Linked DNA regions of Mus musculus: regions 1, 2, 3, 5 and 6 are each linked to region 4. The links are chromatin contacts, called in public ChIA-PET and promoter capture Hi-C maps. All regions are on one chromosome and are shown on one strand. Each heading gives the region's core, a stretch centred on a gene start, on an enhancer-like site or on the middle of the called end of the contact. The rest is flanking DNA. Distances are from core to core; before and after follow the strand shown.

What was found. Promoter capture Hi-C pulls out the DNA fragments that hold promoters and counts their contacts. ChIA-PET counts read pairs in DNA pulled down with a chosen protein or histone mark. Capture Hi-C pulls out chosen DNA fragments and counts their contacts.
Region 1: a contact with region 4 is called in a promoter capture Hi-C map of liver, with 2.1 times the contacts expected there. The contact joins the enhancer-like site here to the promoter of Gpcpd1 in region 4. A contact is called at or near these places in 12 of 39 promoter capture datasets (the 3T3-L1 cell line, 3T3-L1-derived adipocytes, the HPC-7 cell line and 7 more), 3 of 484 Hi-C or Micro-C datasets (embryonic fibroblasts, embryonic stem cells and liver) and 1 of 9 other capture datasets (adipose tissue).
Region 2: a promoter capture Hi-C map of pre-B cells shows a contact between it and region 4, with 2.3 times the contacts expected there. The contact joins the promoter of Slc23a2 here to the promoter of Gpcpd1 in region 4. A contact is called at or near these places in 1 of 39 promoter capture datasets (pre-B cells) and 1 of 484 Hi-C or Micro-C datasets (muscle stem cells).
Region 3: an RNA polymerase II ChIA-PET map of memory CD8 T cells shows a contact between it and region 4, with 21 read pairs. The contact joins the enhancer-like site here to the promoter of Gpcpd1 in region 4. A contact is called at or near these places in 6 of 39 promoter capture datasets (the C10 cell line, cranial neural crest, hematopoietic stem and progenitor cells and 2 more), 3 of 484 Hi-C or Micro-C datasets (cortical neurons, embryonic stem cells and pre-B cells), 4 of 115 datasets of contacts at active chromatin or transcription factors (the 230-238 cell line, heart atrium, memory CD8 T cells and 1 more) and 2 of 9 other capture datasets (embryonic stem cells and liver).
Region 5: a contact with region 4 is called in an RNA polymerase II ChIA-PET map of effector CD8 T cells, with 34 read pairs. The contact joins the promoter of Tmem230 here to the promoter of Gpcpd1 in region 4. A contact is called at or near these places in 16 of 39 promoter capture datasets (the 3T3-L1 cell line, the C10 cell line, the HPC-7 cell line and 10 more), 8 of 484 Hi-C or Micro-C datasets (CD8 T cells, double positive thymocytes, embryonic stem cells and 5 more), 5 of 115 datasets of contacts at active chromatin or transcription factors (the 230-238 cell line, effector CD8 T cells, extraembryonic endoderm stem cells and 2 more) and 3 of 9 other capture datasets (adipose tissue, liver and pancreatic islet).
Region 6: a contact with region 4 is called in a promoter capture Hi-C map of adipose tissue. The contact joins the promoter of Crls1 here to the promoter of Gpcpd1 in region 4. A contact is called at or near these places in 24 of 39 promoter capture datasets (the 3T3-L1 cell line, 3T3-L1-derived adipocytes, the C10 cell line and 16 more), 10 of 484 Hi-C or Micro-C datasets (CD4 T cells, CD8 T cells, the G1E-ER4 cell line and 6 more), 5 of 115 datasets of contacts at active chromatin or transcription factors (bone marrow-derived macrophages, effector CD8 T cells, memory CD8 T cells and 2 more) and 4 of 9 other capture datasets (adipose tissue, embryonic stem cells, liver and 1 more).

Annotation. Positions count from the first base shown.
Region 1 is chr2:132,866,317-132,871,191 of GRCm38.p6, forward strand. It overlaps Lrrn4 (leucine rich repeat neuronal 4), which reads right to left. Exons shown (of 5, transcript NM_177303.4): 5 at 2,200-4,587. The coding sequence ends at 3,384. Crls1 (cardiolipin synthase 1) reads left to right here. Exons shown (of 7, transcript NM_001024385.1): 7 at 1-457. Among named protein-coding and RNA genes, the nearest start is that of Lrrn4, 12 kb to the right of the region's middle. Within about 2 kb of position 3,560, at least 17 of the 459 cell types and tissues checked have an H3K27ac peak or open chromatin away from gene starts, as enhancers often do. A contact at or near this core is called in 3T3-L1-derived adipocytes and liver, where this site is marked.
Region 2 is chr2:132,143,122-132,147,613 of GRCm38.p6, forward strand. It overlaps Slc23a2 (solute carrier family 23 (nucleobase transporters), member 2), which reads right to left and starts at 1,987. Exons shown (of 16, transcript NM_018824.2): 1 at 1,891-1,987. It overlaps Gm14051 (a long non-coding RNA gene), which reads left to right and starts at 458. Exons shown (of 3, transcript XR_866753.3): 1 at 458-1,464.
Region 3 is chr2:132,289,435-132,294,127 of GRCm38.p6, forward strand. Cds2 (CDP-diacylglycerol synthase (phosphatidate cytidylyltransferase) 2) reads left to right here. Exons shown (of 13, transcript NM_138651.7): 2 at 3,811-3,947. Among named protein-coding and RNA genes, the nearest start is that of Gm46766, 28 kb to the left of the region's middle. Within about 2 kb of position 2,862, at least 111 of the 459 cell types and tissues checked have an H3K27ac peak or open chromatin away from gene starts, as enhancers often do. A contact at or near this core is called in cortical neurons, heart atrium and memory CD8 T cells, where this site is marked.
Region 4 is chr2:132,576,808-132,581,233 of GRCm38.p6, forward strand. It overlaps Gpcpd1 (glycerophosphocholine phosphodiesterase 1), which reads right to left and starts at 1,441. Exons shown (of 20, transcript NM_028802.3): 1 at 1,261-1,441.
Region 5 is chr2:132,245,829-132,250,347 of GRCm38.p6, forward strand. Tmem230 (transmembrane protein 230) reads right to left here and starts at 1,960. Exons shown (of 4, transcript NM_027478.3): 1 at 1,745-1,960; 2 at 128-246. The coding sequence starts at 226. Pcna (proliferating cell nuclear antigen) reads right to left here. Exons shown (of 6, transcript NM_011045.2): 5 at 3,946-4,069; 6 at 3,458-3,867. The coding sequence ends at 3,788.
Region 6 is chr2:132,844,481-132,849,016 of GRCm38.p6, forward strand. Crls1 (cardiolipin synthase 1) reads left to right here and starts at 2,186. Exons shown (of 7, transcript NM_001024385.1): 1 at 2,186-2,645. The coding sequence starts at 2,337.

The DNA of each region.
Region 1 (4,875 bases), core at 2,310-4,809, 290 kb after region 4:
GAATTTTAAATCTATAAATACATTAACAGTTCATGTGATTAATACTTGATCATTTGAAAACTGAGAATAAACTTAGCTGTGGGTACTGTAAAGGTGTACAGAGCTTTAAAATGCAGTACATTTTGAAAACAAAAAAGAACAAATAAAACAGAAGGCATTGAAGTTCACGAGTAGTCTTCCAGCCTCTCAGGTACCAAATAGTTTATGTATCAGGATAACAGATAACGCAGGAGTCAGAGGGAGAACACATGTATTACGCTTTGCATCTTACAGGCAAAGCATGACATCATGCCTTCTCCCTGTTTGTAATGGGATGTTTGATACTGGAACCAGTGCTCATATGTCATGTAAATAGGATGAAACTTTCTATTTTTCAAAGTTTTTTTTTTTTTTTTTAACTTTGGGGAATCTTCTATTGTTAACATGATAAAAAAGAAATAAAAGAGCTGGAAAAAAATCCATGCCTTGCACTTGGGTTGTCCTGTGGTGTGTGTTGATGAGACTATATAAGTTCCCCGATCTGTGACGTGCACTTAGATGCAGCACTTCCCCCTGTGTTGTAAAACTTACTGATTCCAGACCATCTGACCATAAAGACCTGCTCTACCCGTGTGTTTAGAGAAGTGAGCTCCAGGTAGAGTCAGGAGCTGGGAGGCTCCTCCACATACTAGAGGCTCTTGGTTGCCCTCTCTCCTTAGCTTAACCTAAGAATCGTGTGGATGTAAAAGTTTGTCTGCACCTGCCCTTGCTTTGAAATAACGACAAGGAGACCTGGAATATTTATTGATAAACTTCTTGCACTACAGCTGGACAGGGTTCTGATCTATTCTAACCCTGCTATGCTGCCTACCACCCAGCCACATGCCCCATTACCTACCTTCCTAGTCTCACCCTGGCTGTTCCTCCCTATCCGTGTCCTCATGGCAACTCCCTCCTGGCCACTCAACACTCTCCACCCAGGACCCCCTCACTCAGATTGGAAGTCTAGCCTTAACTCTCCTCCCCAGCCCTAGGCTGATCAGCTCTTGAACCAATCAGAGGTAAAGGAAAACAATATCTCAATATCTTACAAAATACCGAGTCAGAACATGCTTTGTAATGATGACAATACCAAACTCTGGACTGCACCCAGATGATGTCCGGGTACAGAAATCAGCATTTGAATACACTGCACAGAAACATTCCCCAACATGCTACTATACAGTAAGCCTCTAGTCATTTTGTTGAACTGTGTTCAAATAGAAGTTAAGAGACAGAAACTCAAGCTTTATTGCATTGTGCAGCTCTGTTGCTGGTCCTGACGTCTTAGCCACTGTGGTGGTTTGGATGAGAATGCCTCCAGTCTCGGGTGTTTGAATGTTTGGTTTAGGAGAAGTGTGTCACTGGGGACAGACGTTGAGGTTTCAAGGCCACGTGCCATTCCCAGTTTGCTCTCTGCTTTTGCTTGTGAGTCAGGATTTGAACTGTCTCATCTTTTAGCTCCAACTGCCGTTCCTACCTGCTGCCAGCTTCCTACCCTCTGAAACCACAAGTAAATAACCCTTTCCTTATGTAAGTTGCTTTGGTCATGGTGTTTTGTCACAGCAGTAGAGAAGTAATGTAGCCACCCAGTCTTAGAACATACTAAACTCTACAACTGAATCACAGGGGCAAGAGAAAAGATGGGCAAGGCTGGCCATTGCCTCTGCCTCAACTCTCCCATCACAGTTTTCTAACTGAGAGCTGCTGAGGCTAGAGATGGAAGGACTGCTGGAGCATCCAGGATGGTGATTGAGAAATGTCAAAAAGGTGGCAGAGTGCTTATGGAGGAAATTAGATGTTTACTCCGTTTAATTATATTAGCTTATTGCAGTTATTGTTAACCCATAGTATCCTTAGAATGAAGGGCTTTCGACCTAGCTCTGGTCAACACACTTTTTCTGTATCTACTCTTACAGTCCAAATGCCCTCAGGATCTTCTGTATTGAATTGTTACAAAATACATCCTGTCCATTTAACATACTAGAATTTTATTTAAATGAGAATATTAGAATATACATTTATGTATACAAATTGGCAAATTTATTAAGTGTCTCCATAGAATAGACTCATTCTTGAGAGTAGGCTAGAAACACTGAGGCCATTTAATTATGTGTTAGGACTTAATACTAATTCACATTTTGGCCTTTGTAACTTTCTTTTAAATTTTTTTTTTTTATTAATCATTCCATTCGTTTACTTCTCAAATGATATCCCTCTTCCTGGTTCCTCTTCCACAAATTCCCATCCCACATCTGCCCTCTCCCCCGCTCCCCGTTGCCTCTATGAGGGTGCTCCCCCACCCACTCCCACTCCACTGCCTTTGTAAGTTTTAAAGTGGGATTTAGAGAGATCTTTCAAATTCTCCTGGGCATATATTTGATGAGAATAAGGATACAGTTTAGAATGTTGAAAACATGCTTGGATAACCCACTTAGAAATGTATAGTGTGATTCATATTCAGGTTCAGCTTTGATAAACTTGCTGTCTGCAGCATGGTGTTTGTGCTACAGCCTGTTTTGAAGATGAGAGATGAATTCAAACAACTTTTCCTTACAATAGAAATAAGCACTGTTGTGAGTTCAATTTTGCCTCCGCTCCAAATGTTTATAATCCCACCATTTGGAAAGACAGAGGCAGAAGGATCTAAGTTGAGACCAACATGGGTGAAATACAGAAAGACTTGGAAGCAAATTGCCTGTGTCTCACAAATGTTACCAGAAGGCCAGTTTTAACTGTAACTCTGGAAATACATGTTTTGACACACCCTGAAATACAAGTAAGAATCCAGAAGGCCTTAGCAAACCAACAATAGCTCTTACCTTGGCTATCAGCTCAAGGCCAACAGAACTCATTGTGCTAAAATCGGGCCACAAGGGAACGTCCATGCAAGAAACTTAGAGATGGCATTTCTAAAGGAGTTGTTCCTTCTTACAACTGCTTTGTTATCCCATCTCCTTCAGTGTAGTATCTCACTTGGTACTGAGGGATATACGGAGTACTGACCAATGTAAAGGATGTCACAGAATGACAGGAGCTAGTAAGACAGGCGTAGTGAGAACAACTATAGGAGGAAGGGTGATACACTCATTCCTTCAACAGAGGAGGACACAGTGTAGTTCTGTGTGAGCCTGAGACATGGTGGCTTCAGGGAATTTGAAGCTCATGTTGTCCTTAGGCATCAGCATGTTTCTGCATGCAGATGTATTTCAAATAGGAGACACGGGGATAATTGAAGTTCTGGAGCCTCTGCAGGTGGCCAAGGCTGGTTTGTTTAATCTGGTTGCTGGAAGGAAAATCAAGGCCTCAAATGTGTCTGATTTGGATGTTGGGGATAAACCCAAGGCCTTGTACAGGCTAGGAAGTCACTCCCACTGAGTTACTTCCTCAGCTCTGGCTGGGTTTTTGAAGGCCACCAGGTGTGTGTCGTAGAACTGCCTGTGTGGCTTCCAGCGCTGCCTCCAGAGACACACAGACAGCACCAGGGTGCTAACCAGTAACAGGCCACTGGCGGTACACAGTCCCCAGAAGATGACCACAGAGCTGGGCTTGGTTGTGAAAGTGGCACATGACCTCCTCCAGCCTGAGGTCTGTGACTGGCTCAGGCCAGCCCTGTTGGCTGCCAGTACACACACATGGTAGGTGGTGCCAGGTGTCAGCTTGTACAGGGGGTGCTGCCTGGCAGTAGCATAGATGTCCACTACGGATTGATTCCCAGATCGTCCTTCTGCCACATAGTGGATCTGATACCAGAGCACCACTGAGTTGGGGGCACACCAGTGGACGAGCACTGATGTGTCAGTCACCTCTGACACCCCCTGCAGCGTGGGAGGGTCTGGAGTGGTATCCTCCCCACTGAGACCAGGGCAACGGCATCTGAAGCGCCTCTGCAGCTCTGCGCACGGGGTCTGCAGATGCTTGCAGGGGTGGTATTCACAAGAGACGTCCTGGGGAGGTGCCGCCACCTGGTCCCGAGTCTCCTCCTCCTCGCTGTCATCATCTAACAGCAAAACTGGAATCTCATCCTGTGGAGGGTCTGTGTGGAGAGCCCTGGGCGTGGCTTGTGTCCTCTGCTTGGTCTGAGGTAAGCTCCTGGGGTTTGGTGAAGTAGGCAAGGGTTCAAGGTACTTGCTGACTAATGGGGTAGAGGCAGATGAAATATTAGGCTCAAGGATATGTGTGGCAGTCTGCTCTGCCCCAGAACTGGCAGCACCAGGCAGAGCCCTGGAAGGACTATAAACTAGCTCAGAGTTAGTGGACTGGGCAGTTTCCTCTGAAGCATCTTTATACATCCATGATCCTTGTGTGGGGGAAGTCATGGTGAGGGAAGGGACCTTGGTGATATTTTGTTGGCTTCCTCCAGGCTGAGCAGACAAGGCCGTGCTCTGTTCAATGGAAGGCCCCTGTATCCGTGGTGCAAAAACTGAATGATCGAAGCGGCCTGGGTTTGAAGGCAGGAGGGTGGTGCTTTGGTCTGACCTGCACACATTAGACAGGTGGGAGAGGGAGAGAGGGCCTGAGAAGGGGCCCGTGGATCCTAAAGCAGGCTCACACATGGTATCAGCTGCCCTGTAAGGGAAACCACTCATTAGGAGATACCTGGATTTCAAGCTTTGGAATCCTTAATGTGGGGTGTCTCCTCTGTCAACATATCTCTATCTGATATTGTCTGGTAACATCGTTTTATTGGCCCAGGAAACTTTTGAAGGAAGTCCCTTCATCCCTTCTGGGCAAAACAAGAAATAGGAAGAAGGAGCTAACTACCCAAGATGTCATAGCTAGCAAATGGCAGAGCACAGCCGTATCTACAGTAGGAAGTGGAACAAAGCCAGACTTTCTGGCTTTAGCCTGTGCTCT
Region 2 (4,492 bases), core at 737-3,236, 430 kb before region 4:
TGGCCTGTCTTCTTCCCATCTCCACCAGCTGGGCTGAGTTGCTAAGATTATACATTTACATCACCACACCCAGCCTAATTGCTTTTTAGTAGAGGTTTTAATCTCAGCATAATGTGCCATACTCAGAAAACTAAGTACCAGGCAAGTATCTGGAGTAAGGGGCAAGGGGTGGAACTTTAAACTGGACCTTAGAAGCTCTCCCTGACTTTGAGGCTGGCCTGGAGCAAGTTTCAGGTCAGCCAGGACAAAAAGAAAAAAAAAAAAAAATGCCACTCAAACACCCACTTTCTTTCCTCCCTTTTTTTTTTTTTTTTTTTAAGGTGGTGGTGGTCAAGACAAGGCTTCTCTGTGTAGCCCTGGCTGCCCCGAAACTCACTCTGTAGAGCAGGCTGGCCTTGAACTCAGAAATCCTGCCTGTGACTCCTGAGTGCTGGGATTAAGGATTCGTGCCACCACCGCCGGGCAAACACCTACTTTCTTACAGAAATTACTTCCCACAAGAATAAAACAGTGGTGGGAGTCGGGGTGATGGAAATACTCTGGTATAAAAAGAAAGAATCAGTTAACAGTTGAGCAAAAGACATTGTCTAGAGAACAGATACCTCATGCCTCGCTGATGTCTGCCTGAGGATGCTCAGGGCCTCCTTTTAACTAACTACCAGGTGTGTCATGAGTGCTAACACGGTGGACAGCCTCAACTGCCCAAAGCTATTAACTTTTGGATGAGCTAAGCATAGAGAGTAGTTCTAAAGTGACCCTGATAAGGTCAACTATAACCCAGCAGAGAATCCTGAACTTCTAAGAGGTGAAGAAGGCCTCTCACAAACTTCACCAGAGTCAAACACCTTAAAGGAGCAGGCCAGCAAAGTCACACAAGATGAAAGGGCAGATGAGAGAAACGGAGCAGGTGAGGCCTCAGCCCAATAGCACTCAAACAAAAAACAGAAAAATTTCAGCCACCTAGCCTAGCCTTCAGAAAGGAGAAAACTGCCTAAGGGAAGTCACATGGCCAGTTAATGACAGCTCAAACCAGGCTGTCTCAGGACTCAGATACCAGATCCTCACATCCCTGGCCGCCTTAGTTCAGAGGACCCAAGCGTCAGAAGGGATAGCATCTTCGCCATCATCCGGTCTCCCAGCACCGCAAAAAGCAGACTAACAGCTACTACAAATGCCCCAACCCCAAGTAGCCTTCAAAAAGCTAACTTTCTTCCCTGTGCACTTGCCCTCACCCCTTGCGCTGAAAATCAGGAGTTTCCCATCAGACCCGCTTAAAGCCCCTCATCCGGAATGAAGGCCGAGTTCCCATAGGCTACACATCTAATGGGACATCTCCGGCCAAACGATGAAGACAATTCTTCACCTTCAAGTTATCACACTCCAATGTCAATTTCTCGGTCAAGAGCGCAGGCAACAAGGCGACCCCGGACCCCTGCGGGGCAGGCCAGCGTGAAAGGTCGCAAGGTTGGTGCAGCGGCATCTAAAATTACTCCGTGTCGCCTTCCGCAAAGAGGGAAGGAAGCCAGACTGGAAACAGCACCGCCATCCCCCGCCCCTCGGGCTGACCCTGAATCCCCGGGCGCGGGGATGCGGGGCGCACCACCTGGGGAGGGGCGCGCAGCAAGCCACGCAGCACGGCGAGCCCACGGTGGCTGTCCCGGGGGCACCCGGCGGGGCGGCAGTGAGCGCCGGGGACGCACGGCCTGACACTGCAGCCGGGGCCGCCGGGCCGCGCGAGCCGGCGTGGGGGCGCAGGCCGCGCCGCGGGTGGGTGACAGCGCGCGGGGGCCGCGCGGGCCGGCCTCGTGGGCTCGGCGAGCAACCGGGGCTGCCGGCAGGTGCTGCCGCGGACCCGGCGTGGGGCGTGGGGCGCGGCGGCCCGGCTCTCACCTGCCTGCAGCTCGCTGGGCTCGCGTCCCGCCGATCGCACCGCTCGCGCCGCAGTGCCTGCCGCCGCCTTGGGTCCCCGCGGCAGCCGCCTGCAAAATGGCGCCGCGGAGGGGCGGGCCGGGGGCGGGAGCCGCGCAGCCGCCCGCCCCGCGCGCCGGCCCCTCCCCGCCCGACCCCCGGCTCCGCCCGCGCGCCCCGGGGCGCCGAGCCGCAGACCCTTCCCCACACACCTGCTCCGGGGGGGCCGCCTAGGATGCTCGACGCTCGCAGGCTCTCCCCTTCAGAGCCTCCTTTCTACCCTGCAGGACCCCAAGCCCTGCAGTAGCTGTGGGGTGACAGCGAGAGGGGTGCAGTGTACCCGGCTCAGTGGGTAACCCGCTTTAAAGCAATTTCGCGGCGTATCCAATTGGGCCGTCAGGCTTCCGAACTCGCTGGGGAAAGAGAGCCTCCTTGCTTATGCTGACGCGGGAGAAGACACACCAGGCTTGATTTCTCTGGGGCGTGTGTTCTGATAGAGCGGGTTTGGGGGCAACCTGCTATTCTGTATTTCTCAAGTGTACCCCCCAAGGAATGCCTGCTGGATGGGCACTTAGGCTGTGAGTCAAAAGGCCGCGTGTCAATAAACACATAGCACTTAGGCCGGGCAGTCTTGCCCAGGGGGGCATCATTAAAACTGGGTACCACCCCCAGCGGTGCTGAAACTGAAGTGTGGCTTCGAAATTTGCATTTCCAGGAAGTTTCTAGGTGATGCTGCAGGCGGTGGTCTAAGATACTAACTTGTAACTAAACCACGTTCTTACCTCCACCAAAACAAACAAAACCCTAATAATTAGCTCTCTCTTCTGTCTTCCATCTTGAAACCACTGTCTTGGTTGTTTTTCTAACCCAGTAATTCCTTTCATCCCCAAGCAACTCCGGAGAGCCATAAAGAATGGTCGACCACAGCTGACCTCATCTTTAAAAACAAAAAGCAGATTTTATTCCTGAATTGTTTATGTTTGGCAGTCTTGAGGACTGGTAGCACACTGATCAATAGAGGCATGCCGTAACCAGCAAAGACGGGCATTTTATAAAGTAGGCTAGTGCGGACGAGCTGAGAGAATCAATATATAATTCTCTAAGTCTCACACTAAAATAAAACCAGTGAGGCTTAGTGGTGCACACCTGTAATCCCGGCATTTTGCAGGCAGAGGCAGGAAGACGATGAATTTGAAGTCAGCCTGGGCTACTTAGACTCCTGTCTCAAAAAAAAAAAAAAAAAAAAAAAAAACCCTAAAAAACAGTAAGTTGAATTGTAAAATCCAGCATACCCTGGAAGACCATAGGTTAGTATTTCATCTTCACTGAAGATGAAGAAAAGAGATGATTCTGTAACCAGCACCAGAGAAGCACACAACTCTTTCTATGCCAGAGTTTCCAGCCACCCTTAAAAACATAATGTGTGTGTTCTGCTCCACAATATGGAACCTTTTGGAATAGAAGGCCTGTTCCAAGATCAAGAACCCCTGATCTTTTCAGTTCATCTCTTTTCTTCATTTCCCCCCATATATATTGTCTCCCACTCCCTAACTCCCCCTTTATAGTTTTACCTCCAATCCTAAAGCACTACCTCACTCCGGGTTTCCCCCCTCCCTCCCTGGTTTCCTGCATCTCTTCCTCCCCCACCCTCCGCACTCAACAAGCACTATAAAGCACCATCAGTCTCCCGCTTTCTCAGACGTCATCTGTGACCTTCTAAGTGCCAAATCCTTTTGCCTGTTTACAGATCTTTTTTTTTTTTTTTTCCTTCCTTGGCTTAGTAACATTCCATTGACTAACCCCCTCCTGGAGATGTTTTTATGTGATAAAGCCACTCAGCCTTCCTGACTGTCCCACTCTTTTCCACCCAGGTTGGTGATGGAAGGATTTCTCAGGTGTGGGCTTCTAAAGACGTTGGTCCCCTTGATGCCCTTTTCTCCTCAGGCTCCCCATGCTCTCTGCTTCTCACCACCCTCTTCCCCCATTACCTCTCTTTCCAGACCAGTCATTTCTGAACTTCTAGACACACTTCCCAAATGTTTCCAGAAACTATAAATGCCCCATTTGTGTGTGCCCCCCCCCCAGAGTGTACATGTACCGAGTCAAAAACTGTCGATCAAAACTTTCCAAGCATTGGCGAGATTCCTGATTTGATAGTGCCAAGATAATTATTTAGGGCACTTTTGTACTGAATGTATGCAGAGCCTTCCCTGTGTCTCTCTGTCCTTCACAGAACACAATTATTTACATGGTATTTGCATTGCCTTCGGAAGTACAATAGTCTAGAGAGGTTTCTGTAGGTTACAGGCAAACAGTGTATATAAAGATTACCAGACTAGCCTAGCTGAAGCTTTCTGTGCCCTGGGGCCAGGGGTCCTGAAACCAGCCACTCCCCTGCACTGCAGTCATCCCTAGTCTCATCTTTCCTTCACAGAGTGTTCTTTATCTGAGTTCTCTGTTTTTGCTACCCCAAACCCTGAAGTTGTCTTTGACGCTGTGTCCACTCAGTCACCTGCAGTCAGCTTGAACAGGGGAAGTGTTCTGTACCTGCAGATACCGTCTCTTGTTTTTAACTCTCCAACCT
Region 3 (4,693 bases), core at 1,612-4,111, 290 kb before region 4:
TAGCTGTTAGGTTTTCCTGGTATCATGGCGGATCTGCAAGAATTTGCCACCAGAGGAATCAGATTTTAATAAGGCTTACAAGATTAGGTTTTAGTTGTTGTGCCCAGAGACTGAGTTACCATTGTTTCTGAAGGAAGTCTGTGTTGCATTTTCCTTCACGCAGCTCGTCTGGGTTCAAGAGAGAATGGTACAGCAGCAAAGTGAGGGTTCGCCAGAGGTGCACCACAAAGGCCATGGGGGATTTGAAGTATATGGGGCTGGTGTGGAAGCAACACCAGTGGGAACCTAGAGAGCTGGGTGGAGAGGTTGTGGAGTTCTGAGTCAGTCTCCCTGAGATAAAAGCAGGTCAGCTATGGCCTGCCAGGCCTCCAAGTTACCGGCTCAAGGGTGGGAGTGTGCCCTTTTTTTTTTTTTTAATGTTTGGAATTTTAAAAATATTTCCCACAACAAACACCAACACAGACACGTAAACTAAAACCAAGTAAATCTGAAGGGGATGAGGCCCTCACTTCTGGCATACACACTGGCAAATTGTGTTGTGTGCATCCCAGGGGAGAGTGAGCACACACATGCATTCTTTTTTTTTTTTTTTTTTTTTTGCATTCTAATCCTAGGTTTTATTCAACAGTCCTTTCACTCTACACAAGTACAAACACAACCTTATCTAAAATGCTACAAAGTTATAAAACTCAAAACAAATTTTATAGTACTGACTGTACAATAAAAGCAAAAAGGGGCAATGTACACACTGCCAAGGTTAACCTGCAACATCACCATGAATGGCAGGTGACTGCTTTAACAGGTAGCCTGCGTTTGTTAGACATCACAAGTGCCTTAAGGGGTCTTCAATTTTGGTTGGGTTGCTTGTGTGAAATGAGGTCACCCAGGCAAATTCTGCATTCAAGTAATTTGTAAAGTGCCTAGCCCAGAGTTCTCCCTCTCTCCCCCCACCCCTTGGGAATGGTGCTCACTTTGGCCGGCTGTTGAAGGTTTTGTTTTGCTTCTGACCTGTGTGTTTTGTTTGTTCCTGAGAGGTGGGAGCAGGAGCGGCTGATGGGATAGCTACCCTGGTTTCCTCTAACTGTGTGAGATAAGGGAGTCTTTTTCCTAATGGAGGACCAGAGAAGGAGACCTGTGCTAAGTGTGGTGAACATGACCCAGCCTTCCTTCCCAGACTAGAGCTGCCACCTGCTGCAGACAGTTTTCCTGTACTTCTGAATTGTTTTTGTTTTGTTTTGTTTTCAGGGTTTTTTTTGGGGGGCGGGGAGGCAGGGTTTCTCTGTGTAGCCCTGGCTGTCCTGGAACTCACTTTGTAGACCAGGCTGGCCTCGAACTCAGAGATCCGCCTGCCTCTGCCTCCCAAGTGCTGGGATTAAAGGTATGGGCCACCACTGCCCGGCTGTTATTTTTTTTAAATGTGTATTTAGTTACTTATTGTGGGATGGAGGCATGTGTGTGGAAGCCAGAGGACAACCTTTTGCAAGTTGGCTCTCGTTCTCTGTATACTAGAGAATGAAGTCAGGCCATCAGGCCTGACAGCAGCTGTCTTCCCACTGAGCCGTCCTCTCGGCTCCACTGCTGACTTCAAAGCAAGCAAGCAAGCAAGCAAGCAAACACTTACAATGTGTGTGGGTGCTGCATGTGTGTTGGTCCCTGGTGTGGCCAGGCGAGCTCTTGAGCTGGGGTAACAGAAAGATGTGAATGCTGTACACTGAACTCAGATCTTCTGGAAGGGGAGGGAGCAGGCCCTCTTCACCGCAGAGCAAGCCCTCCAGTCCCTCATTCTGAGCTCTCTGCCCAGTATGTGCTGCTTTTATTACGGGCCAGAATTTGGGCTCAGGTCTGTCTTCAGCCCAGCATGGAAGCTGCTGTGGGGTGCTTCCCTTTGACAGCTATCCTGAGTGGAAGGAGGTGCCTGTGGGTTAAGGAGAGGCCAGAAAAACTGCAGGCTCTAGGTTCTTGGTGTGCTTGGTCCTGACCTCTGCCTGGCTGTAAGGGTGAGTAGCGGAGGTGGCCAGCTTCAGCATTCCCAGCTGTGGGTAGGAGCCTGAATGGGCATTGGCCTCTTGCCTAGCGGTACTCCTAAGAAGGGCTCCAAGGTGTTTATTTCAGAGACTTCCTGAGCTTGCTCATTGGAGGCTGGTAAAACCTGGGGAGTTCCCTTCCTTGAGGCCTGCTTCTTCTAGACTTACTCCGTGTCTTGGTCCCTTATCCCAGTCATCCTGAGGTAGTGGCAGCAGCCATAGTGCTTTGTGAGTTCTGTATCCTTTTCCTGACTTGAGCCTCAGGATACCTCTCTTTCCTCTTCTTTTAAGAGGAAGTAGAATCAGGTCAGGGAAGATGTATGTCAGGCTTGGGGTCCATAAAAGACTATTTTATTTATTTACTTACTGGAGACTATTTTTTGGTTTTCTAAATCAGGGTTTCTCTATCTAGTCTTGGCTTTTCTGGAACTCAATAAACTGAGAGATTCGCCTGTCTCTAGCTTCTGAGTGCTGAGACTAAAGGTGTGTGCCACTATGACCTCCTGACTTCTTATTTTATTTTTTAGACATTTCTACTGTATACCCTTGACTGATTTGGAAATTTGCTGTAGACCCATGCAAGCCTCAGACTCAATGCAGTCTCCTGCCTCATCCTTTTGGGAGCTGAAATCACAGGATTGTAGATACATGCCACCTTATATGGCCAGAGATTCTTAGCATCCTCTCCGTAAACCAACCCTCACCCTTCTCTCCCCACCCCCCATCACTAGCCTTTGTTTTTGTCCTTTCCTGCCTAGGAACCCAGCAGTCTCAGTGAGTCTCCTTGACAACGGGATAGATAAGTTAAAAATAACCCTGTGCTGGGCCTTCTCTGATGCTTGGCTCAGTTTCTGTGGCTTCTGGATGCTCCTAGAGTGTGTCTGTGGGTGGATTGCAGGTCGGGCAGGGCAGGTGCTTACAGTTTGAAGCCCTGAGGTTTAGGGATCAGAGCTACAATAGCCACCACGTGGCATTATTATCTAGTCTTACTACAGGTTGCCAGTAAGGTGTGAGTGTAAATGTTAACGAATGGAAAGTTGATGTTGGTGCCAGGACTTCACTTTCTCTGAGAGGAGCAGTCATGGAGGTGTTAGTGTTTAAAGCCTGACAGTGGAGTGGGACACAGCTCTGGCGCCATTTGCTTCTCTCTCCTCAGGGAATCCCTACACTGGACCGGAGGATATAGATCAGTGGTAGATAATGTTTTGGTCTTACATGAACAAGGCCCTAGGCTTAATTTCCCAGTACTGTAAAACAAGACAACACACAAAGGAACCCCTAAGGATGAGGGGGACCCTTACTGAGTCCTTTCATAAAATGAGAATATCAAAGTGTTCAGCTATCTTGGTCAGTGGTGATAGAGGCCGTGGTTCTTCCCCTTGGTTAGGTGCAGGTGCAGGAGGAGCAGGGTTTTCAGAAATGGACAGCTATTTCTGCGTGCTTAGGCTGACATAGGGGTGAGCCTGGGATACTTAAACGATGGCAGGCTCAGGGCCAGGCCCTCAGAAGTCAGTCACAGCCTCCTCTCTTTGCATTCTTTGGAGGCCATTTCTGTCTTCTTATACCTCCTCCAGGGTCCACGGTGTGGGGCTGTTGACAGATTGGGTATGGCATCCCTGTCTCTACTCATGTCAGAACACTGTCAGGATTACTGTGGCCCATCTATCTTGTCACCTCACTATGCCAGTGCACTGAGTTCTTTTAATGGGATCTCCTGTGACAACTGTTCACTTTTAGTAGTTCCCCAGCAGTTTTGACCTTTGCTCTTTATTTTTGCGTTGTGTAGGAATCAGAGTCCGAAGCAAAGCTAGATGGAGAGACAGCGTCTGACAGCGAGAGCCGAGCGGAAACAGCTCCCCTACCAACCTCCGTAGATGACACCCCAGAGGTCCTTAACAGGGCCCTTTCCAACCTGTCCTCAAGGTAACCTGGCTTAGTGTGCATGTGTCCATTGCTGGGTAAGACAGGCTTTTAGGGTTTGCGGCTCAAGGTTATTTTCTCTCCTCCATGTACACCCACTGTGAACATTTCCTTCAGTCCAGGAAGAACTAAGAAGTCTAAGACTCCTGACCCCCGCCCCCAAAACCAGTCCTCTTAACAACAGCTGTGTGCATGCCTGAGAAGCATAAATCATGAGATTGCAAAGCATTCTCTGAAAGTGTCCCTGTGTCCTTGTGTCCCTCCCGTGGGTAGGGCATCGTGAATCCTTAGCCTTACCACTAGCTTGCCGTGGAGTCTGTTTTCATTTCTCAGCATAATATGTACAGATATTACGTGCTGATTTAAAAATGCATTTGAATTAAAACCTATCCAGTTTGTTGTGTTGATGGTGGGGTGGGTTGCCGCATATTCTTGTAGACAAGCCTGGTGCATATTTGTGGCAGTCGGCATTTGTGGTCTAAGACAGCTGTTATCATTGTGATTTCAGGACCATGCTCTGTAGAAGCCAGCTGCAGGGAAACCGATTTTAGCTTCCTCTTTTCAGATAGAAGTGGCCACAGTACCGGGCAGTGGTGACACACACCTTTAATCCCAGCACTTGGGAGGCAGAGGCAGGCAGATTTCTGAGTTCGAGGCTGTCCTGGTCTACAGAGTGAGTTCCAGGACAGCCAGGGATTCACAGAGAAACCCTGTCTCAGAAAACCAAAAAAAAAAAAAAAAAAAAAAAA
Region 4 (4,426 bases), core at 191-2,690:
AAAGAAAAAAAAAGCTGTTTCTAATTCTCCTCGATTCTAGCAGATTCTCAGAATATCCTATAATTAAGAAGCAGGTTAAGTGACCACACTGATGTCTGCCCGTGTTAGTGGGGGGATCACTATGGCCCCATTTCTCAGACCTCCATATACTTTCAGCTAATATTTTAATCAAACATATGCAGACAAGAATGGGTTTTTCATTAAGCAAAGGCATTAGCCTTTGGACAGTCCTTAAGCCAAATTAACATCTCATCATCTTTAGACATGCAGTGGGATTTTTTACAAATGCTTTTCATTTCGTGTTGATATCATTTTCATATGCATTTATTACACGTTTTTATTATATACAAATAGTTGACTCACCCACCAACTTTTTATACACACCAAATATTATTCAGTTTTCTTGTGTTTACCAGTTCTCCGGGTGCAAATTTCCTGTATCTCTCTTTACAGATTTAAATTTTGTTTAGAACACTGATTTCCCCTAGTATGTAAGCCACTGCATGGGGTTTACCAGTTTTATTTTGTGCTGTGTGTTTCTAGAACACTGAGCAATTTGGGAGAGAGGGGAGGCTGACAGCTTGTATTTATTCTTTTCCTTATTGTGTTAGAAATGTAGCAGGCAGCAGCTTGAAGGGCAGAGTTAAGTGGGCAGGAGACCCAGAGTGGCAGGGGACAGGAGTATAAGAGGGGACTCTAGACCCGACCATGCTTGCTGCTTGCAGAGTCAGAGAATCGCTAGAAACCGGCAAACTCCAGGCTTCCAAGCCCTCGGGCTTCTGGCCGGACCCGGCAGATGAAGCAGCACGGGGCAGCCACTGCCTCCAAGCCGGCGACGCCAAGGGGACCGCAGCCCTAAAACGTCACCGAGGGCACGGACGAGGAGCTACACAAAGCCCTGGGTTCCCCCCGCCCGGCTGTACTGTCACCCGGAGTTTCTTTCGCGGGCACTAATTTCTAGGCACTTTGGGGAAAGAAGCAGCTGTCAAAACCGCGCGAGTCACCAGTGCGGGCGCGAGGTGACTGAGGGGGCGCGGAGGAAGGGAGGCACCGAGGGCTTGGGCTCCAGCTCCGCCGTTTTCTTTGTTCCCCTATTCTCCGCCCGGGATTTCCGTGGCTGTCCTGGGTCACGCCGCTCAGTGGGACCGCAGCCGCGCGTGGCAGCCGGGGTTCCAGCCGCACCGCGGCTCCGGAACACCAGGCCGCCCGCCCGCCCGCCCCTCCGCGTGAGCGCCCGCCCGCACCGCCGGCCCCCCTCACCTGCCGCTCCGGGCCGCGCCGAGAGCCTGGGCCGCGGCCGACGGAGCCGAGCGTCAGCGCCTCGCCAGCGCTCCCTTAGGTGGCCCGAGGAAGCAAGGAGCCCAGTTACAGCCGCCTCTCAAACCGGTTTCAGCTGCCCTAGACTAAACTGCCAGCCCACCCCGCGGGGCGGGGTCGAAGGGCGGCGGGGCGGGGCCTGACGTCACGCCCGGTCCGGTCCTGGCCAATCGGCGGCCGCGCGCCGGGGGGCGGGCTGCGTGTTCCTGGAAGGGCTGCCCAGAGACCTGAGGTGGCCCGACAGCCTTAGCCCATCTGGCTGGGGTCAGCTGAGGTACTGAAGGTCAAGGTGGTGCGCCTGTAATCCCAGTGTTGGGGAGGTTGAGCCAGGCAAGTAGACTCGAGTTCGAGGCCAGCCAAGGCTATAAAGTGAGATCCTGTCTCAAAAAAGAGAGCTGAGGGAGCCTGATGTTTTCTGGAAACTGCATTCCTTAGGAAACAATCACAGACTAAATCCTTAAAGCTAAAACAAGGAGCTCAGAACAGCTCAGTGGATAAAGGCATTGACCACATTTGAAGATCTGAGTTCACCCACTGGAATCTACATGGTGAGAGAGACCAGACTCCTGTTGACTTCTAGAAGCCTGCTGTCACAAACCCCAAATAAATAAAATAAGTCAATAAATAAATAAAACCAAACTAGAGTTGTTCTTTGCTTTCTAAAACTACCCTTCCTCTTCTTCCTCCTCCTCCCCTCTCTCCTCTTCCTCTTCCTCCTCTTCTATCTCTGTGTGTGCCTCCAACCCTAAATCAGCCCAAGATCAACCACTAGGTAACTTCTAACACAACATTATGTAATCGGGTTTCACTTCAATTGAGATAGTGAGCATCAAGCAGAATCACCTTTTCGTATTGAAGGTCCACTGCTCTACATCTGCTAATTGCTCGCTGTGACTTCATTTCTCTGCTGTTAGTCATACTTAAGTGGTGTTTTTCAAGAGTCTACTTCCTTTGAATGTTTTTAGTATATCTCATCATTTAGTCAAACTACCATTTGTGCAATATTTATGGTTCGGGATGGTAGATCTAACTCATGCCCCTCCCTAAATCCTCTTAAAATATCAAAAGATCTGCACCTGATACAGATCTGTAATCCTAGAATCTCAGAGGTTAAATCAAGGTTGATATGAGTTGGAGGCTTGCCTGCCTGCGTAATGGGTACTAGACCAGCAACAGCTTACATTACAAGACATTGTCTCAAAACAACAATAAAAGTATGGTTGACCCAACGTATCCTTGAGTTCCACATTGGCAGATTCAAGCAATCACAGGCGAGAAATGGGGGGAAAAATGTATTCGTATTAACATATAAACGAGGGGGAGAGGGATTTAAAAATAAAGGCATATGCTGGGTGGGAAAGATAGCTCAGTAGTTAAGAGTGCTTATTCTTGCAGAAGACCTGGAATTGGTTCCCAGCACCCACATGGCAGCTCACAACTTTCCATAATTTCAGTGTAGGGACTTCAATGTCCTGTTCTGTCCCCGAAGGGCACCAGTCCCATATGTGGTGCATACATACATACACATACATACATACCACACATACATACAAAATAAACTTAAAATAACCCCTAAAGTAAGGGGTATGCATTGCTTATATGAAGATAGTATATTAATCATATAAGAAACCTGAACATTTTGGAATCCTAGTTGAGCTCTGTAACCAACCCCCTACAGATTCTGGGAGATAACTTGAATCCACACTTGAAGGATGGCCTATGGCCAGAAACAGAGGTTTCTACAAGATAACTAGCTAGTAACAAGAGATGATTTACAAAGAAACCTGAATCCATGAAAGTCGAAAAGGGAAGTGTTTACTGTGCATGCCTAGAAACTCTGAGAGCAACCCCTCTATCAGTCGTGGGACTGGTTCTGCCACCACAGCTCCTAAAGGAGGGCTGGGCAAGCCGTGTGTCCCCTCCTCTGGCTCCTGCTCTGTACATGGGATGTTATGGGATGTTATGGTTCCTCGAACATATCGTTAATGAGGTTAATCTGAGAACTAACTTTATTATTACCAGAAGGGCACTGAGTATTTTAAACTTCACAGAAACCCTTAGCATGTGCCATCTCACTGGATTCTGAGACGTATTCTTGGTTGTCTGGGATAAGCACACGATCTCATTTTCTAAGTTTTTAAATGTGTTCATGGGAAAGGTTCCCAGTCTAAGAGCTCAGCCTAGATGTGTGTTCTGCCCGTTACTGCCTGTGACATTATGAATATAAATCTTCAGCAAATGACTCGTTACTACTAATGGACTTTGACAGAGAATTCCAGGGAGCCCACTTACTTTCTGAATTTTAAATTTCCAAGAGGTAAAGTTAGGCTGTTTGATGCTAAAACTGCTCCAGTTCCGGTTTACTGAAATTAGTTTTATTTGATTCAATTTCTCATATGCATTTTAACACAATTACTTAGCAGATGGTGCTTTTTAGGAAACAGCCCACTGGTTATCGCTCCCACCATTGCATATTGCTTTGTGGCCACGATGTTGCTGGATTTAATATTACAAGTCTGAACTTTTGTTACAAATAATGTTTCTTTGGAGGAGGGCGTGTAGCTTTTTTTTTTTTTCTCCCTTGGTAGTTGTAGCTATTATCAGCTTTGTTTCCTGCACATTTTTTCCTTAGAAGTACTATGGCTTAGATGAAAGGCCGATACGTGTCTTGTGTCCCACATTCTACTCTAGCTTCACCATCAGCATCTTTACCATTCTCGGTGATATCAGTTGTGTGGTTTGTATACCTTGTGGTAGCCCAAAGAGTCCTAAATCATAGCCTGGACTCTGTCGTGCACCATGTAGGTCACAGCCTCCTGAACTTCCACTTATGACCTCTCTCTACTTGAAAGCTTTACAAGGCCTTGAGTATATCGCTCTAGAAAAAAAAACGTGAGCACGTTCTGCCAACGTGTAGGGAGGTGAGGCGTCCTGCCGCATACTCCCACTAACCACAGAGCCACCCGCCCATGACTTTCCTCTAGGAAGGTCTGTATCCCCTTAAACTGTGAGCCACAATAAGTCCCTCCCTCCTAAATAAAATAAGATAGATATACAAATCAAATATTTATCAAAGTAACCCTTTGGTATTCATATAGTTTTACTATTT
Region 5 (4,519 bases), core at 710-3,209, 330 kb before region 4:
TGCAGATATCTGAAACTGCCCTGCTAAGATCCCCTCTCCAAGCTGGGGCTCAAAAGAGCTTGGAAATCAGCTTGTTTCTTGCTGGTCCAGATAGTAGCCAATTTTTTTAATTGATTGATTATGTTACCTGAAGGTCAATGTAGCCATCGTCTGTGCTGGCAAGCCTTGAATATTTGACTTTACTGCTGGGGAGTCCAGTTGCCAGGTTGGTACGAGACGGCATCATAACAGAGTAACACAGCTAGTCTGAAAGGGAAAGACTTGTTGTCTGCAGCAGTCCCAGTACAGCCCAGGAAAGGATGTCAGATACTGTTCCGAGCTGCTGTGCCACATGCTACCCATGGTAGCTTAGGCGTTTCACTGCTTACGGTGACCCGACACTTCTTGTACACACTAAGCATGCTTCCTTTATGGATCTAGGTTGACTTCACAGAAAGACACCAAAGGCACTTCACCAAGAATCAGGCTCTGTTCAATCTGCTACCGATGTTTCTGGCCTAATTTTCTAAAGTCCAATGTTCACATTTTCAACCCCTCCCTTACAGTACTGCCTACCCCTTAACTTTCCTCAGGAGCATAAATTCACATAACTTTTTTGTCTGCCATGAAAGGAGGAGGAGGAGGATAAGGAATGACACACACATCAGCATCGTGTCTACTTCTAGGTGTGGTACGGTTCTATGTACAAATTCTTATCCATGTGGGAAACGCCCTGGCTATCCATACCACACTAGACATCCACGGCCACCTGCCTCTCTGCTCCCATCCCAAGCATGAAACAAGTGAGTTTACATTCCACATCATGTAGCTCCTGAAAAAACGGATCTAAAAATCCGTTTTACTCAAACTATTCAAAGCAGACAGACATAATAAAAATCATAACTACTGAATTATTTGAGAGTAGGTAAAATTTAAAAGCAATGACGTTTAAATCTTAAAAGTTTGAAATTTAAGCTCAGTACTTCAGTAGGTTACTCTAATCCCAACTACTTGGGAAGAAAGGTGTGGATATACGAAGTTGGAGGCCAGTCTGGGCAACATAGGAAGACCAGACACTCTCCCCTACCATAAATGAAATGTGTGGATTCTTTATAAAGTCATACAATTATGTAAACAAAACAGACTATTTTATTTGCAATGGCATTTGAATTCTAAACGCAAAAAGTCCATCTTTAAGAAGAAAACTAAGTGGCCTTCACTGGTGTGATGTTTTGCACATAATCTCCACAATGGCATGTGATATTTTTTCGATCTTAATGAGCTGCCAGACACTGGTATTACAGTCGACCTTAAGTAACTAGCATGCAAAAAACTGGTGTCAAGTGTTTCTGCGTTTTGGTTAATTACATCCTAGTTCAGAAGTACTAAAAAGGAGCAACGGGAATCCATTTACATTTCTAAACCTTAGGTACTAGGTTTTTGATGTTGCCATCCCATAACATGTTTAATTCCTCATATCTAAAAGTTGAAGCTACCAATAAGCAGGATTTTCGAAGCATTAAACCATGCCTGATTTGTATTACAAGTTATAAAGTTATGTACTTTCCACTTATAAACTCGCACCAAAACAAAAACGTTGCAGCACGACAACGAAATGGGAAGATTTGTTTTTCTTAGCAAGGGATTCTAGAGTGGCGTTATCACATAGTAAATGACAACTTAAAAAACTATCAGCCCAAGTTTCTGCTACACTTTTTACCGGCCCCACCACGATTTCTGCCCACCCTCCCGGGCCCACAAGGACCTAAGCGTGGCGCTGTGGACAACCTCTCGTCGCCCTCCGCCGCCGCCAACGTGAACTAACTGTCTCCGGGAAGCAGCCTCGGTGGCAGGGCCAGGTCTCGCGGCTGGCTTCCGGGAGCGCGCGCCCGCCCCCTACCCGCGCTGCGCTCCCCGTTCTCCGTTAGGCGCGCTCGCAAGGCTCGCTCAACAGCCAAGCGGAAGGGGCGGTCTTAAGGACAGCCCAGCGGAAGTGACGTGGCGGATAGAGGCGCACCGGAAGTGCTGTCACCAGGAAATCGTGTCATCGAATCTTGCTTCCAGGGCACATGGCTGGAGGGCTTCATTGCTGTCTTGTTTTATGTTTGGTAGCGTTTCTTTACGTAGCGCAGGCTGTCCTGGAACTCAGGATGCTGATTAGGCTGGCCTCGAACATAAGGTTTGCCTGGGACAAATGGCGAATGCCACCATGCTCAACCGGGTAGCGGCTTGCTTTTGCCCTGGTGACCAGGACCTGCTACCTCCATAGGGTGGGCGGGCGCGTACTTAGGGTCTCACCCACCAGGATCGAGTTCACAGCAAAACTGTTGAGGTTCCAGTCCTGACCCCATGGCCACATCGGTGCACAGCAGAGTCCTGGGTATCCAGAGGGGTGGACAAGGGATACCCACCAGGAATCTTGCCCTGTCCTAAACACCCCTATGCTGACACTGGTCACCACTCACTAATTAGCGTTCTCACAGCCCCAAAATCTTGTTATTACTACCTGATTATTAAACACTACCCAGGTAAGTGTCCTACCTACCAGACACAGCTGAGTTCTAACATTCATCCTCATGAAAGTGACGTCTTGATAAAGCATTCCCACCACTCCAGAGTTCTCTGAGAGCAGTATTTGCAGGCTACTTCCTTCTGCACTTAATTGGCTCAAAGTATTGAACAGTTGTAGCTACTAGGCATGAGCTCTAACCAACAACCTCCCAGAACAAAGCTGTATTGTCTACATACTGTCAAACATGAAATACAAAGGAAAAATATCTTGGGGTCCACAGATAGAGCTTAGTATTTAAAGGCCTTCAAATGTGGCCTCCCGGAACAGAGCAAACAGGCTCTATACTAGCCATGGTTTGAGATCCTGCTGAAATATAGCAAGAACTGAAAATGGTTCCCCACACCAAACCAGGTTAACACACGCATGCTCACTCATACCTGCAAAAGACACACACACATAAAAACTGAGAGGGGAGGTAGGATAATTTGTCACCAAGCTTGAAGAACTTCATTCAACCCCTGGAAGCCAGGGTGCTGGGGTATACCAATTCCTATAAAATTGTCCTGACCCCCACATGAGCCTCACACATACACAATAAATATACTCAAATATTCTTTAGTTTTATGTAGCATATCATGATCAAAACCACAGGGCCTTTTTAACCCTTCTTGGATCAAGTAGCCACGAAGTTTGGGCCTTTGCTTCACTCAAGATGGACTGTATGTAGTCCTGGTTGGCCTAGGGAGAGATTTATCCACCCCACCCCCTGCACTGCCATTAAAGTTGTATTTTAAAAGAGCTACATCCCAAACAAGGCTACCAGAAAACTTTGCACAACGTAATTACATAAACTCAAGAGAAACATTTTTTTATTGCTATCTCCACGATGGAAGAGAGAACAAAAGCCCATTTACCTAACAGGGTATAACTATTCAGTAGCCATGGTACAAAGGCGGCACTGCTCTATGACTTTTCAAATTGTTAACTTTATTTAAATTGAACAATATTTCTTAAAACTGCATTTAGCGTCAAGATCATTGATGAAAATCACCAGTATTTGTAAAGCAGAAACATTCATGTTAACAAAACTAGTTTTTACTTTGGAGCTTATTCTTTAAGCAAATTATGGAGAATGGAGAGAAAAGAAAGTAGGTTATTTACAGAAGATATCTACATATTTTATTTTAATATTTAAGAATACTCAGGTACAAACTTGGTGACAGAAAAGACCTCAGGACACGCTGGCATCTCAGGAGCAATCTTCAAAGGTTTAGTTTTCTCAATTTCTAGCAATGCCTAAGATGCTTCCTCATCTTCAATCTTGGGAGCCAAATAATACTTTAAGTGTCCCATGTCAGCAATTTTATACTCTACAACTGAAAGACAGGAAAAATTAAACCACCGAATACTATAAATACCACATTACAAAACAATGTTCAAACTTATCATCTTACCAAGGGGCACATCTGCAGACATACTGAGTGTTACTGTAGGAGACAGTGGAGTGGCTTTTGTGAAAAAGTTCAGGTACCTCAGAGCAAACGTTAGGTGAACAGGCTCATTCATCTCTATGGTTACCTAGAGGAGAAAACAGGCTCACTGTAGACATCAGAAACTCACACTATTAGATCACGGTATTATACCACAAAGCAAAACAAATAGTTATCATTTTGGAAGGGTTGATGAAAACCTTGACTAAAGAAGAAAAAAGTCTAGCTTGCCCATCCTGTAGAGCCACACCCCAAGCAATCAAAACAAAGGAGAAAGTTGTTCCTATTCAGATTGTACATACTTCTCTTGCAAAGAATGCATGAAGAGAGGAAGATAACACATAACCACTTCCAAAAACAAGAACCAACAGCTGAATGCAAGCTAAGGGACAGTAAACCAGTCTTCATTGTATGATTATCAATTTTATTCAATTCCCAATCCTTGAACATGTGGATACTGAAAAATTCCTTAATTTCTTTTGTTGTGGAAATGCTTGCACATCAGACAAATACTGATGAATTACATGTCAGTATTTGA
Region 6 (4,536 bases), core at 936-3,435, 270 kb after region 4:
AGACATGGACCTGAAACCCCCATGCTGAGGGGTTTCCTGTGGTCTGCTTCAAGGAGGCAGGACCAATGAAATCAGAATTCATCATGTTTTTGTGAGTCTTCAAATGGAACTGGACCTCTAGCCAAAGCATTCTTTGTATATATAGCCAATAAGCACGTTAGCATTTAACAGACACTGATTAGAAATTAGTTACTTATGGGCAGTGGTGGCGCACTTGGGAGGCAGAGGCAGGTGGATTTCTGAGTTCGAGGCCAGCCTGGTCTACAGAGTGAGTTCCAGGACAGCCAGGGCTACACAGAGAAACCTTGTCTTGGAAAACCAAAAACCAAAAACCAAAACCAAAAAAAAAAAAAAAAAAAAAAAAAAGAAATTAGTTACTTAACTTCCAGGAAACCAGGAGATGAATAACTAAAAAAACCAAAATACCCAAAAACTGAGTTGGGGAGATGGCTCAGTTGGTTAAGTCTGAGTAAGATCCTCATGTAAAAAGCCAAGGATGCTTCATTTGTAACCCTAACGCTGGGTGGAGGGAGGAGAGGCAGTTTCCTGAAGCTCCCTGGCCAGCCTGAACTGATGAAGCCATTCAGCATCAGCCTCTGCCCCCACACCTACACACATACAAAAAGCAGTGTGCGCTGAGTAACCAAAATAAAGCAAATCCTAGTATTTTACAACGAATATTTAACTGATAGTAAATGCAAAATGAAAATGAAATGAGGGATAATATGCCATAGAATACCATAGAAATATTAAACCCTGACTTGAAGGAACCAAGTGGTAGCTGATATAAATATGATCAAAGTCAGCTGGTTAGATTAGCTGCAAGCAGCTCCATCAGTTGACCCATCCATCCCAAAATGGGCCGATCAGACCACTGTATACAAGGGGATGACTAAGGCTAAGACTATATACAAGGGGATGTAACTCTAATTATGAACAGAAACTGACTTTGTTTTTGTTTTCGAGACAGATTTTCTCTGTGTAGCCCTTGCTGACCTGGAATTTACAGATATCTATCAGCCTCTGCCTCCCAAGTGCTGGGATTAAAGGCATGCACCACGGCCACCTGGATTTATCTTTTTACTTCTTTTTCTCTTTGTTTCATACCACTGCTTAGATTTTTCTTCTCTTTTCCTCTTCTTTCCTTTTCTTCATTTTTCTTTCTTCCTTTTTTAATTAAAAAGAAAAGTCTAGGCCTCTCGCAAAAACCAAAACAAAATAAAGATGATCTTGATAAAAAGCTCCTTAAGACTACAATCCTTAGCCGGGCGTGGTGGTGCACGCCTTTAATCCCAGCATTCGGGAGGCAGAGGCAGGCGGATTTCTGAGTTCGAGGCCAGCCTGGTCTACAGAGTGAGTTCCAGGACAGCCAGAGCTACACAAAGAAACCCTGTCTTGGAAAAAAAAAAAAAAAAGACTACAATCGTCAAATGTGATGTGGGCTTTACGAACAACTTCCAGGTGAGTGTGTGCCATCACAGACTGGGCTGAAGAACAGTGGAAAGACTGCAAGACATCACCACGTGGTGACCTTTCACTGGTTTGGTTCTTGCCCGACCTGGATTCAAGGCCCTGGGTTCAAGCTCAAATCTATAACAAAATGGTAGGTTAGGTAAGGTTATAACAGTGAACTGATTTGTTTCTAATTCAGACTTAGAATAAGCAGGTTTCTCCTGTCCACGGGCTTCTGTACCTGTAAAAGTAAAGGCAAATACAGAAGGCATGTTAGAGTTGTTGAGAGGATAAATAATGACACTATAACGCATACAGTAAGCACTTCCCAAGTAAACAATTAGTGATTGCTATTATTGACATTTCCCTTTGCTCTATTCATATGCATTTAGTGCTAAGGAAGCAGAGTAGGTACTTAACTACTTTGATGCCAACACTAATGCTTTACATCTCCAGTGATAATACAGAGCCATGCACACCAGCGGGCCACTTGGCATCAGGCAGGCCTGATATAAGTGGCTTCCTGTGGCCACGTGGCACTCGCTCTTGGTCTTCCCTACCTGTCATTCTTCTTAGCCTGCAGGCACTAGCGGCTCTACTCACTAGTCAGGTCTTCCTAACCTGCGGGCCTTAGCTGTTCGTGCTCGCCGCTGCCGCGCGGGGGCGCCGGTGAGCAGAGCGGCTGGGTGTCGTGAAAACGTCGTGAAAGCTGACTCCCTTGGCGGTTCAGGCCACCTGTATAAGCGGAAAGTGCCAGAGTGTAGAAATTAGTATGGAGCTGTCCATACGGCCTCGGCACCGCTCGACTTCTCTAGAGAAGCTGGCAGCCGGTGCCAGGGGCGTCTGAGTTCTCGACTCTTGGACTCCGTGGAGGCCACACGGCCATGTTGGCTTGGCGCGTGGCGCGCGGCGCGTGGGGCCCTCTTCGCGTGGCCCTCCGGCCTCCGGGGGCGCGGCTCGGCAGGGGCGGCTCCCGCAGGGCCCTGCTGCCGCCCGCGGCCTGCTGCCTCGGCTGCCTGGCTGAGCGCTGGCGGCTGCGGCCGGCCGCGTTCGCCTTGCGGCTGCCCGGCGCCGGCCCGCGGACCCACTGCTCGGGCGCGGGGAAGGCAGCCCCGGAGCCCGCCGCCGGAGGAGGAGGTGCCGCCGCGCAGGCCCCCAGCGCCCGATGGGTCCCGGCGAGCGCCGCCAGCTCGGTACGTGCGAGGGAGGGTCGGCGGGACGCAGGTGACGGGCTCGGCGCTCTGTCGCGACACTCACCCGGTGTTCTGGGAAGTTACGGGCAGCCAGGGCGTTCGATCTTGGTGAACTTCAGGGGTCCCCCGCCGGGTACAGTCTCTGGCCAAGTTGAAACCCACTGTAATCCCCTTGTGTGCACACCCGTTGCTGGGAGGTGTGTCTACACGTTGCATAGGTAAAAACAACCATCGCTCGTCTAGTTAATCTGTTTTTAATTTTTTGAAGTGAATCTTCAGGGTTAAGTTCGGCGGAACCATAAGAACGGCCCTTCTGTCCGTTTGTGCAGATTACATCATCCTTTGGTCTTTAGCAGTATCACGGAGGATAATTATCTGGCTTAGGTTGTAATGAAAAGATCTTTCAACTTTGTATTATAGAAAGCTTCAGACTATTCTTGACGTAACAGAAGGATTTGTTCACCTTGCCTGGTAAGATAACTTCCCAAGCAGGTGACACCAGAGCATGAGTGTGGCCCAGCTTTTGATGTCATGTTAGCAAGTCCATGCAATTATTACATCTTCAATTGTTAGGTCTTCAGCGGCCACTGTACTGCCCTGCTCTCCTCAGTTACACAGCATGGGCTGAGGTGGCCACACCCCGGCAGGGGTCACAGCTTCAGGCCTAGCTTTAAAACTCTTGGAGATTGAACGCCGCCGGATGCTTTGAAGTTGCCCTCAACCTGGCTGAAGCCCTTCCCAGCACAGTTGGCCGAGTATGCCACAGGTTATCTGGTTGGGTAATTTGAGATTAAGCTTTGTCGACTTTCACAAATGTCCAAATGTAATAACTAGATATTAATGAGCTTTTTGTAGGGTTTTGTTTTTCGAGACAGCTCTTCTCTGTGTAACAGCCCTGGCTGTCCTGGAACTTGATCCGCTGGCCTCGAACTCATGAGATTCACCTGCCGCAGCCTCCCGAGTGCTGAGGTCAAAGGCCTGCACCACCACCATGCCAGCCGGTGAACATTTTTTTGTGGGGCACAGGCTCACTTACTGGCCTGGTAGCCAGCTGTAGTTGTGTTGTGTCTTTACCAAGGGAAGTGAGGAGGCTGGGTGCAGCTTTCTATTTAGTCATGCTCTTTCAGTGTGTTAGACTAACTTTGGAGCTCTTCATTCTCAGCTTTTGCTTGCTTGTTTTAGTTTTGAGATAGGGTTTCTGTGTGTAGTTCTGGCTGTCCTGGAACTTAATCTGTAGACCAGGCTGTCCTCTGAGATCCACCTGCCTCTGCCTCTGCCTCTTGAGTGCCCAAGTTAAAGGCGTGTGCCGCCATAGTCTGATGGCTTTTGCTTTCTAGCACAGCCCTGAGCTAGCTACCTTTCTCTCTTCCCAGCTTTTGTGAGTTGCTGTAATATTGGGTCAGTATTTGACTTTGTTCCACAGTGTGGTCAATAGCCTTACTCTTTTCATTACACATACAAAGGTCAGGGCAAATCTCGAGCTGTCTCAGCAGCTTGATACTTTTTCTAAATTTCAGGAACATTTCTAATCTTTGAACCTGGGTGAAATGAGCTTGTTTTCATACAACTATATAGCGTAGTCCTACTTGAATAGAAGATTCCAGCTTAGAGGGTTGTATTGCTTCTGATTTGGCCATTGTCCCTATAGAATTTGAAGTTCTATAATTTTCAGTGACAGTATTCTCCACCTGCCTCCAACAACCACCATATTATTCCTCTACACCGACACGCTTTCTGTCGGGTTCTTAGTATCAATGCCTTTTCTTATGAGGTAGGTGGGTCATGAGCTGTTTAAAGATGATCTTGAGAAGTGAGCGCTGCCACTTTTCCCTTTTGGTTCATGCAAACATACTTGCTACTGATACACATCATGATCTCGGCTTCCCTGGAT